2 separate regions of the Zea mays genome follow, and region 2 is linked to region 1. The links are chromatin contacts, called in public Hi-C maps. All regions are on one chromosome and are shown on one strand. The core of a region is the stretch at or near the end of the contact, and the rest is flanking DNA. Distances in the headings are between cores, read along the strand shown.

Region 1 (5,124 bases), core at 2,491-4,990:
ACCGCTGCTTGGAGTTCCTTCTCTGTCTTCTCCTTGTAGCGGTGGAACATCACAACGAATTGGTCCCACTTCTCTTCGAGCCGAGTGAATGCATCTAGAGTTGGAGAGGGCGGGTGGGAGGGCGTTGCGGCAGCAGATGGTGCGGCGGCTGGTGGTGGTGAGGGATGGGCGGCTGGTGGTGGTGAGGATAACCTGGAGCTGATACCAGGTGTCATGGACCTTTGGTCCATGGGGATAACTGTCTTCTCCGGCGAGGTTATACCCCTCTGCCGCAGGCTTGGTTCTAGGGTAGCAGCCCTAGGCGCTTAAGAGGGTCATTGCAAGGGAGAGAGATTGGTTTGTTAATGATCTTGCTTGATTTATTCCCTGTTGCCATGCGACTTATAAATAGCCCTATGGCTAACCAACTTCTCCTACAAACTCTCAACTAACTCCTACTTTCTTGGACTTATCTGATGCTAACCAACTCTCCACGATTCTCTCATCCCAATCCTATTCTCTAGCCTTATCCCAGCTCATCTCAATCTTATTCTCTAGCCTTATCCTAGCCTGGCTGTTGCGTCTCGCTCCCTATGATGCCCATGACAGCGGGTGTGCCATGTGTGCGGACAATCCGGCAGGCGCGCCGTGTGTTGGTGGTCCAGTTCCAACAGCCCTACGGTGCCTCCTGGCATGCCCACAAGGCAGGCATGGCAGCAGAAGTCGCAGTTGCTGCTGTCATCACCTGTGGGCTGGCTCAGCCCATGGCAACCTGGGCCACAGCAAATGCATGCATAGATTAAATTCACTAAATTCACTTATTTCAAGCTTTGCTTAGATATAGGCTAAAACAGTTGTTACTCGAGGTCAAGAACAATAAGGTAGGAACAGATTCTGTATATCAGTCATAAGAATCACTGAACAAATCTGACCCGTCTTTAAAAACAGGCAACCAGAAAAATCAAAACAGAGAACTCACCAGTAGTTACTATCATGGTTGAATCATCTATAGCTCCCATATAGCGAAGCATTCCATATTCCAGCTCTGCAAATCCCTGAAGTTGAAGTTCACAAACAGTTATGGATGTGGAATAAGAAGACTTTAATTTTGTTATAAGCATACTTTTCCATTTTAAAAGCAGTGTTGACTCAACAACAAGACCATCAATTTGGTATAGTTTATTTTCTGCTAAAGCAATGTAAAAAAAGGTGAAACTGTGGAAACTTCTTTGGTGCACTCTACTAACTAATTCTATTCAGATGTAGAAAGAAACAACAATATCAACTTGATTTCAATTTTCAACTATATATACATAAAGCAAACGGTTACCTCTCCCTTCCCTAACCGTGCTCCTGAACTTGGATCAACTGCCACTGACCCAATCACAATCAAATCCACCTTAAGGCTTTCATCTAAACCAATTGGCCTCCCATATTTAGCTGCACCAACAGAAGTGCATGCTTCAGGAATGCACCCAACAGGTATCATCTGAGAGTCCATAACTGAGAAAAATCCTGTCCTTAGCCGAGGTTGCGGAGTCAACAGCTTTTTATCACCTAGATGACAAAAAGTAGCACCGAATCAAAAGGAGAAGCAAACAAATCATTTTCAAATTCTCAGGCAAGAAGTTTAGCATGATTGCAGTGTTTGTCCTTAATAGAATGGGTACATCTGATCGAAAGCTAGAAAAAATGTACAGAAAACCTGAAACACTAACCAACCAGTATATGCTTTGGTTTGCAGCATGAAATTCATTGAGAGATCAAGTGCTATTAACTTATGAAGTTAATCAGGAAACAGAATGATACAATTACATACTGGTGCATTACAACGAGAAATTAACTATGCAGCAATAAGCATGAATCGACCTAGTATATCATGCTCCACTGACTAATTCAGAGCACGCTTGATCATACGACCTTACACCAGAAAAGCAACTACAGTAACCTGGCGCAACTTCAAGGGAGGTGCAGGTGTGGTTACTTATTCTGCAAAAATTGGTCTTAAAAGCACTAGATTTTCAAACTGACAGAGTTAGCTTCCATGATGGTGGTGCCATGCAATCAAGATGGTGGACAAACAGCATAGAGGAAGACTTAACTCTTTGGTAATTTTTCTCTGAGCACAAGCTTGCTGGTGTGAACAGCAGAGGAGGGAGCCTTACAGTGCGCACTCAGGGAGTCAGGGCTATAGGGACATTTGAAACCTTTTCTAGGACCTACTGTCTTGTGTGAGTGGTGTTGTACACTTGGATACTCTTTCCTGTTCAATAAATGGCTCGCACTCTCCTGCGCATTTGAGAAGAAATAAACAAGCTATCTTCAAGAAAGGTTGATGATACTGACAGCTACTTGTTTTAGCCAATCTAGGAACTAGATGCACCAGAGTTTTAATTTTTTTTATATGTGCTGACAAAGTCTATGCACATGCTAATATGCTGCTGCCACAAATAATACGTAGACACGATTAGGCCATTATAAATTGTAGCAATTATAGGTACAGACCTGACAATGTTAAGAACCGAACTTGCTTCTGAGGTGTGTCAGGATTGACCTTTACACAATGGGACTTCTGAAATATGTCAAGCCTCCCCAACTGGTGACAGTTCGAAACGTTGCAGGTGTTAATGATGAGCACGCGAAACAATTTACAAAACAACAGGAATAGAAACAAGAGTTGATGTTACAAATTATGTAATGAATGATCAATAAGTGCAGCAGAAGCGATAACTTAATCGCACAATCATAATTTCTTGCTCCTACAGATGATAAGAGAGCAATGTTTTGAGCCCTCAATTTGGATTAGAGAAACCAAAACATTTGGGTGTGTTTGGTTTGAAGAATGAGACGGTCCATCTTCTTACTCATTATTTTTTTGCTTGGTTTGTGGAATAGAATTCGTGGAATTGTTTGATCCATCACAATATCATTCCTCACAAGTTAATAATTAGTATATGCATGAGGAATGAGTTAATTTCACCAAAATTCATGGGGTGAACTCACCATGCACCAGCACCAGTGCACCACCTTATGAAGCATGCAGACCAAACACTCAGGTGCCTGATCGGATTGGTCAAATGCAATGCAGGGTTCCACATAACACTCTAACTGAAACACAATTTGATTTGACATAATTTCGCTTATAAGGCTAACACTAACAGCCTAACTTGCATATTTGCTGTCGGCATAATTTCACATCAGACGAAAGGTGGGCCGCCATTCAGCTCCGATTCCTTCCGGAGAAACTTGCTGTCGGCTTAGGTAGGAGGGCGCAGAACGGGCGGGCGAGAGAACGAGGGCGAGCGCGCGTACGGCGTACCGCGTCTGCGGCGGCGGGGGCGCCGTCGAAGTTGGGGATGCGGTGGTGGACGGGGCGCGGGTCCCGCGCGATGCCCTCAGCCTCGAGCGCGTCCCACACCCGCTTCCGTATCGCCCACTTCCAGGCCCGCGGGCCGGCCTCCGCTGCCGCGGCGGTGGACTCCATCCCGGCCCGCGCCGCGGCGTCCAGGCGCAGCCGCTCGGCCTCGAAGGCGGCCGCGTCGAACGAGGCCGAGGACGACGACGAGCTCCTGGCCGCGGACGCCACGGAGGCCGTGGCGCGGCGTGAGACGCGCGCGGCGCGGCACAGCGGTAGCGGCGGCGTGGCGGGGAAGAGGAGCGGCATCGCTTGGCTAGCTTCTGCGCACGCTCGTCACTCGCGCGCCAGGGAAGGGAAGCCACGGATTCGGGATATTTTCGCAATTATAGAAAACGGGAGAGCGGGTTTCACCGGAACGAAACGTTCCCGCACGTAGGGTTCGGTCTATTTGGATAATTCAGAGTTTGTGAAATTTTAGGATCTGAAAAAAATAAGAATCAAAATTTTCAAAATAATTTTAGGAACCGAACTCTAATAGACTCATAATTTTGATTCAGTCTCGAATAATAGAAACTAGTATCATTTGTTAAATATATACAATAAATAATTAATTGTAAGTACTATTATTGTTGGGTACCGTAATTAGGGGTACCCCCAATACTCTTAAGCACGGCTGGAAAACATCTTCAAAACAGGCCGTAAAGACTGGTAAGCACAGCTCAAAGTTAAAGCCTCATCTACCAAGGGACGCGATCTCGTCTCGTCCGAGCCCGACCTCGAGCAAGAACAGTAGTCCCGGACGGATTCACGCCTCGCCCGAGAGCCTCCTCAGGCAGTGGGCGCACCCCCGGCTCGTTCGAGGCCAAGCTCGGACAAACTTTGTCGTACAACAACCTCGACCAAATCGCCTTACCATCGACCGTATCGCATGCGCATTCAATGCGGGGATCACCTGACACCTTATTCTGACACACGCGTCTCAGTTGGCAAGGTCGAATTGACCGCAGTCACTTCGCCCCTTTACTGATCGTTCTGACAGGAAAACAACACTATTCACCCTGTTCCGACTACTGTGCCAACCACCAGGGTAAAACTAACGACAGTAAGTCACAACCTCCCCCGAGTTCAGTCTCGGGTGCAACAGGGAGCTCCGCCTCGCCCGACCCCAGGCCTCGGCCTCAGCCTCGCCCTCGGGAGAAGGTCTCCGCCTCGCCCGACCCCAGGCCTCAGCCTCGGCCTCAGGAGGAGTCACAACCTCGCCCGACCTCAGCCTCGGCCTCAGGAGAAGTCACCGCCTCGCCCGACCTCGGCCCGACTACGCCACAGGGGATACATCATTACCCTACCCCTATCTAGTTGCATCAGGCTACGAAGGAACAAGACTGGTGTCCCATCTAGATTACTCCGGCAACAGGTAATGATGGTTCTCTGCCTGCGTCCATGACGTCGATTGTTCTCAACTCTCTACGAAGGCAAAGAAACGTCAGCAGGACCCAGGACCGCACCGTCAGCTACGCTTCTACAGGGCTCAAGCACTTCTCCACCTGCCACGTTAGCACATAGCTACACCTCATATGTACAGCTGGGTCATCTCCTTGTATTTATAAAAGGGGATGCCCAGGGCCTTCGAGGGGAGGAGGGGTGGACGCAAAAGGAGGCCAACTCAGACGGCTCGCTCCAAGGTCAAACCCTCTCCCACGAAGCTTGTAACCCCTACTACGAGCACCCCGGTGCAAGATAATATAAGCCTCATCCCCCCTCTCGTGTTTCATCTTGCATCAACCCAT
Region 2 (5,144 bases), core at 2,193-4,692, 240 kb before region 1:
GCCGTGGCCAACGGCGTGGCGGAGGCTGCGTGGCTCCGGCAGCTCCTCGCCGAGCTCCACAGTCCCCTCTCCAGGAGCACGTTGGTCTACTGCGACAACGTCAGCGCCGTCTACCTCTCCACCAACCCGGTGCAGCACCAGCGGACCAAGCATGTGGAGATCGATCTACACTTCGTCCGAGATCTGGTCGCCGTCGGTGATGTTCGGGTCCTCCACGTCCCGACCACCTCCTAGTTTGCCGACATCTTCACCAAGGGTCTCCCATCCTCGACCTTCGTCGAGTTTCGCTCCAGCCTCAACATCAGTAGTGGCTAGTTGAGTCTGTGGGGGGATCCTAGTGTGTGATGTACTTCTTCTTTTTGGATCCAGTCTGTAAACTCCGCTGCGACGGATGTTCAGACTGCGGGGGGTGTTAGATTATATGTGGTTAGGCCCATGTGGCTAGGCCCATATGGCCCATGTACAAACACTATATAGCTACCCTCTAGGGTTAGCCCTAATAATATACAATTATTTACCTCTAACAACACGGTCGGACACGCCGCCACCCCTCCTCCGCTGGTCGCCGCCACCACTCCGCCGGCGATTTTGTCGGGTAAATCCAACCTCTTCCGCACCTTCTTGGTCTTGCTAGGATTTATTTTCTCTGTTTTCGCTCCTTCTTCTTGGATGGCGACGAACGTGGGCTGGACGGATGGTAGGAGCGAGCGCGGCAGCTTGTATTTCGGGGTCTGGGGACGACGGTGACGAACACATGTTGTTGAGGCCTGGGGATCGTGGTAGAACTGACTCTGGATCTTCTCGAACGCGTGCTGTTGTTCTACCCACGCTATAAAGCATCCCGCACAACACTTCCCTCATGGTCGTCTGCTCGCTTGGTCCTAGCATTTCCTAGTGGTGATTTCCTCCTCTTGGTTTCTTTCTTACCCTCATGGTCTAGGTAGAAATCTGTTCGTTGATTTATCCCTACCTCAACAACAACCACCTCTCAACTATTGTTATTTCCTATTCGAAATGATCATTGGTTCTAAAATCTTGGACGATAGGCATGGACAGCTGCTATGCTACAATGCAGTGAATGCACTGCATTTTTAATAGTCTGTTTATGTGACTTGTATCTCTCCAAAATGTCTGTTGTACGGGCTAACGTCATGATGTTTTTTTCCTGAATTTTCCAGAACTGTGTCAACAGAAAACGATTTGATTATGATTATCCATGTGACATTTTTTTATCTTGTTGGGTTGATACAAACTTTGTGATTTATATAGATTATTATTTTGCTGTGTTGGTTTCAAGTCATGTATGCTACAAGGCGTCATCTATCCTGTTGGTGGATTATAGTGGTTCTGTTCTAACGAGCAAAGGAGCAGAGTAGTATTCTGTTCCACCATGTGCAGCTTCCCTGGGCCATTCGGTTCCAAAGAGCAAAAGGGAATTCCACTGTGCAGGGATATCTCTCCCGGGCTCTAGCTGTCCATGGAATCCTACAGCGTGGGGGTTTTATCCCTGGATTAATTACTATCGGCTGCCAAACTAACCCTAAGTGGTGTAGGAAATCATCTATAAGCTGAATAACAAATTAACAATTCAGCCTGTAGATATTTTAACACAAGTCTCAGTGGTGCATGTCACTTAGTAACCTACAATTATAAGTAATCCGGTCCAGGGAACTGAGAATTTGCATAGTCCAGGCATAGTTCACACTCCAAATATGTATTTCTGCATTAGATGCATCCCAGATATGAAGTGGCTGGTTCCTTCAATTTACTGAAGAAACATGTGGCAGTCGCATGTGAAGAGAAATAAAGCCCACAAATCGGTCTATAAATCTATCTGTAAAATGACAGGGTAAAAAAGAATACCTGCAACCCAATCTGCCACTCAGCCCGTGTCTCAGCAAAAATAGCAACACGTTCATTCTTCTGGTGACCTACTCTAATTAGTCCAGATGAAAAGTTGCAAACGCTCTTGAAGCACTCTGCATAACACTTCCACTCATACTCGCCCAGATGCAGCTTCTCAAACGATCTCCCACCAGGTGCTGCTTCAGTTTCCCTTGAAATGAGCTTCCTTGTGCCAAGGAGTGGCATGTATACATACTCTTTGCAAGATTGCTCAAACAGATCAGCAAGTGTGGACACCCCCTCCCAGTGTGTCTCAACAGGTTGTTCAAAACGATAGTTACGGACTGCATATCCAGGCTCCCCACCAACCTCAACTGGCACTCCCCTCATCCTTTGGGCCTTTCTCCTCTTGCGGAGCAGCAGGGAGACCGCGACGGGGACAAGAATCCCAACAAAGTAAGGATTCATACTTCTGCACTGGTCAACCCTATAGCTATACTTGCTTGCAGCAGGTGAACTAACAGATCCACATGCCCTGAGGCAAAAACCTGCAGATAAGTATTACAGTGAGAAGTTTTCAAGGTTTCAGGTCTAGGTTGCGATATCAAAGTGACTTTGTAAAGAAGAGGTGAAGTGCACGATTAGTCATGTTATCTGACCTGGTGAACAGAGTAAGCGCACCCACTCCACTTAGGGACAGAAAATGGACCGATTGACTTTACACCATTATATCCAATACAGTAAAGTCAAGTAGTGCAGTCTGTATAGCTATTCATTTATACCTTCTAATACAGCTTTCCCCTGTATGCATTTAATACTCATACTCTCATTGTCATTATAGAATTGAACTTAACACAAGCATCCCTCCTGCTTTGTTACGGGTTACCCAAAAGTTAGTGGGCAGTGATAAAAGTTACTGGACAAGTTTTTGAAAAAGGAAAGGAAAGATAAGGAAAGAATAGTTGGAATGGTACTATTTTTAAAACTAAAAAAACGGTTGGAGTCAAGTGGAACAAGCTTCTTTCGACAGTACTTGCGAAGTGCTACATCACCGACTATAGTGCATACGTACTTGTTCTCCCTCCTCCATCTCCTCCACTCCTGGTTTTATATTAAATATATACAACTGTCTCAGCTCATGACATAGCATGCTAATTCAGTAGTAATTTCTGAGAGAATTACAGAGCACAGGCACAGGCACAGGCACGGCGCAGTAAACATGGAACAATTATACAAAGCATTAGCAACGAGTAATGAGACCCCACGAGTTCCCCCGAGAGTGATTCAGATCGCGCCCAGGCCGCCGTCACTACCCCCAACCGGCCAACCCCCGTCCACCTGGACAGCGCACTTCCACACCGCGACGACAACAATGAGAGAGGGAGAAGGAGCGGTGGCACCGAACCTTCCGGGGACGACGGCGGAGAACGCGCGGGCGGGGCGGGGCGGCGGCAGGGCGAGTCAGCGAGGTTTACGCCTCGTCAGACCTCAGTCGTCAGTCGTCACACATTCCGGTTTGGTTCTCTCGCCAGTCGCCACTTATGTCGCTCTCGCCTGCTGGCGGCTGCGGCTGGCTTTCCGCTCCATCAGGCCCCATCGAATCCAATCCCTTCCTTAGCGGATAAGCGGGCTATAGAGCCCGGCCTGAAAGCGTACATAATGGGCCGCATTTTGCAGCCCGCTTTGCCAATTTCAAGTTCTAATCTATTCTATAAAAAATGAAAAAATATATAAATATGTAGAATTAAAAAATATTAGAAATGTTTATATATATTTACCTATAATAAATTTAAATTTAACTTTAATATATTAATAGAGTAAATAATAAGGTATATCTATTTTTTAAAAATATATAATTTCTTCCAGAAAATTTATAACTTTTGATAGTTTGATTATACTGGTTAGATCATTTTTGCCTATACATTTATAAAACAGTACACCACATATACACATATACTCGACCGACTGAATGTCAGAGGGTAATCTCTCCGTTGAAATTATAATGGTTATTTCGTTGTTAGGATTGCCTTTAATAACAGCTACTCTAGTGATACATAATTTTGATGACACAAAATTGGTACCATGACATTCGTATTAAATTCAAAAACACTTTCTCCTGCCAATATCCCCTCTCTTCATTCTTGGCACACAACCACACCCCCAAAAGAATGTTACTGAAGAGTGAAGACAACCCCCGCTATCTTTTCTGTTTAAAAATCGAAAATGGTACAATAATTTAGCGCGTAATGTATACGTTACACACTGGGTAGATGCTATATAAGATTCAAATGTTACAATAAGCTTTTGGTGCCTACAGCACCTTATGGCGGGTTGGAGAAATTGAGGGCATCAAACTAGTGTGGTGCTAAAACTAATTAATGGTTGAACCAAAAACTTCATCCGGAGGCAACCGCAGGTCTTTCCCGGTCTGCGCACTCCTCTTTATCGAACTCATCTATCAGCTCCCTCTGCCTTTGCGTCACATCCCTGGAAACAGGAAAATCATCGTGATTACCTCAATTCTTTGAATAATAAAATAGAAATGAAGATCTGCTGCAGGTGAAGAGGCATACGTCGGAACCCTGATATTGAAGTGTACATACTGATTCCCAAACACTGGCGAGTTCCTCGCTTTTATTCCTGAAAAGTATATAAAATGTTAATTACAATACTATCAATTCAACAAAAGAATAGAAAAACTAATATTTACTGTCCAATATCTTCTCTTTCACCAGTTATCAAGGGGCAAAAGGCCAGAGTGAATGCTGAACTAATCAAAGAATCCATTAAAAAAGGGTTTTGTTGTAACTCTAGTAACCGACCTTTGCCCCGGAGGACGACCTTCTCTCCAGGTTGGGTACCTTGACGAACCTGGACAAATAATACGACAAGCAAGGTAACCTTTAAGAAATCATGCAACAAGAATTTGAAAATTCAGAAGAGTGAAGAATGCATACCTTGACTGTAACATTTCCAGTGAGGGTTGGTACCGTGACAGTTCCACCTAGGACAGCCTGTAAACGAAGCAGTTTTACTAATTTAGAATTTAGAGCTTCTCATCATCTAAGGAAAGGATACTTTAGACAACAATAATCCAAAGAGTGCACCAAAGTCCGCACTCAAGAACATTGTCATTGCATGCATATGTGCGCACAATCAGGGCAGCCTGCCACCGTTGAAGTAGGATCGCAATTCACACCCACACCCACCTATCACCATCACACCTTGCCCTATATATGGATACAAACCTCTGACCAGCAGGCCTACATGCTCGTTCCTTCCACCACAGTGATCTGGAC

What was found. Hi-C and Micro-C count contacts between places; a contact is called where the count stands out from the background.
Region 2: a Hi-C map of leaf shows a contact between it and region 1, with 5 times the contacts expected there. The contact joins the promoter of LOC103640823 here to the promoter of LOC100192785 in region 1. A contact is called at or near these places in 5 of 25 Hi-C or Micro-C datasets (bundle sheath, ear, endosperm and 2 more).

What each region holds. Positions count from the first base shown.
Region 1 is chr10:8,962,440-8,967,563 of Zm-B73-REFERENCE-NAM-5.0, reverse strand. It overlaps LOC100192785 (5-formyltetrahydrofolate cyclo-ligase1), which reads right to left and starts at 3,740. Exons shown (of 7, transcript NM_001358553.1): 1 at 3,299-3,740; 2 at 2,485-2,575; 3 at 1,310-1,536; 4 at 959-1,034. The coding sequence starts at 3,643.
Region 2 is chr10:9,205,464-9,210,607 of Zm-B73-REFERENCE-NAM-5.0, reverse strand. LOC103640823 (long chain acyl-CoA synthetase 9, chloroplastic) reads right to left here and starts at 3,442. Exons shown (of 12, transcript XM_008664290.3): 1 at 3,251-3,442; 2 at 1,864-2,393. The coding sequence starts at 2,313. LOC100304399 reads right to left here. Exons shown (of 18, transcript NM_001165835.1): 15 at 4,803-4,859; 16 at 4,668-4,716; 17 at 4,419-4,485; 18 at 4,029-4,332. The coding sequence ends at 4,242.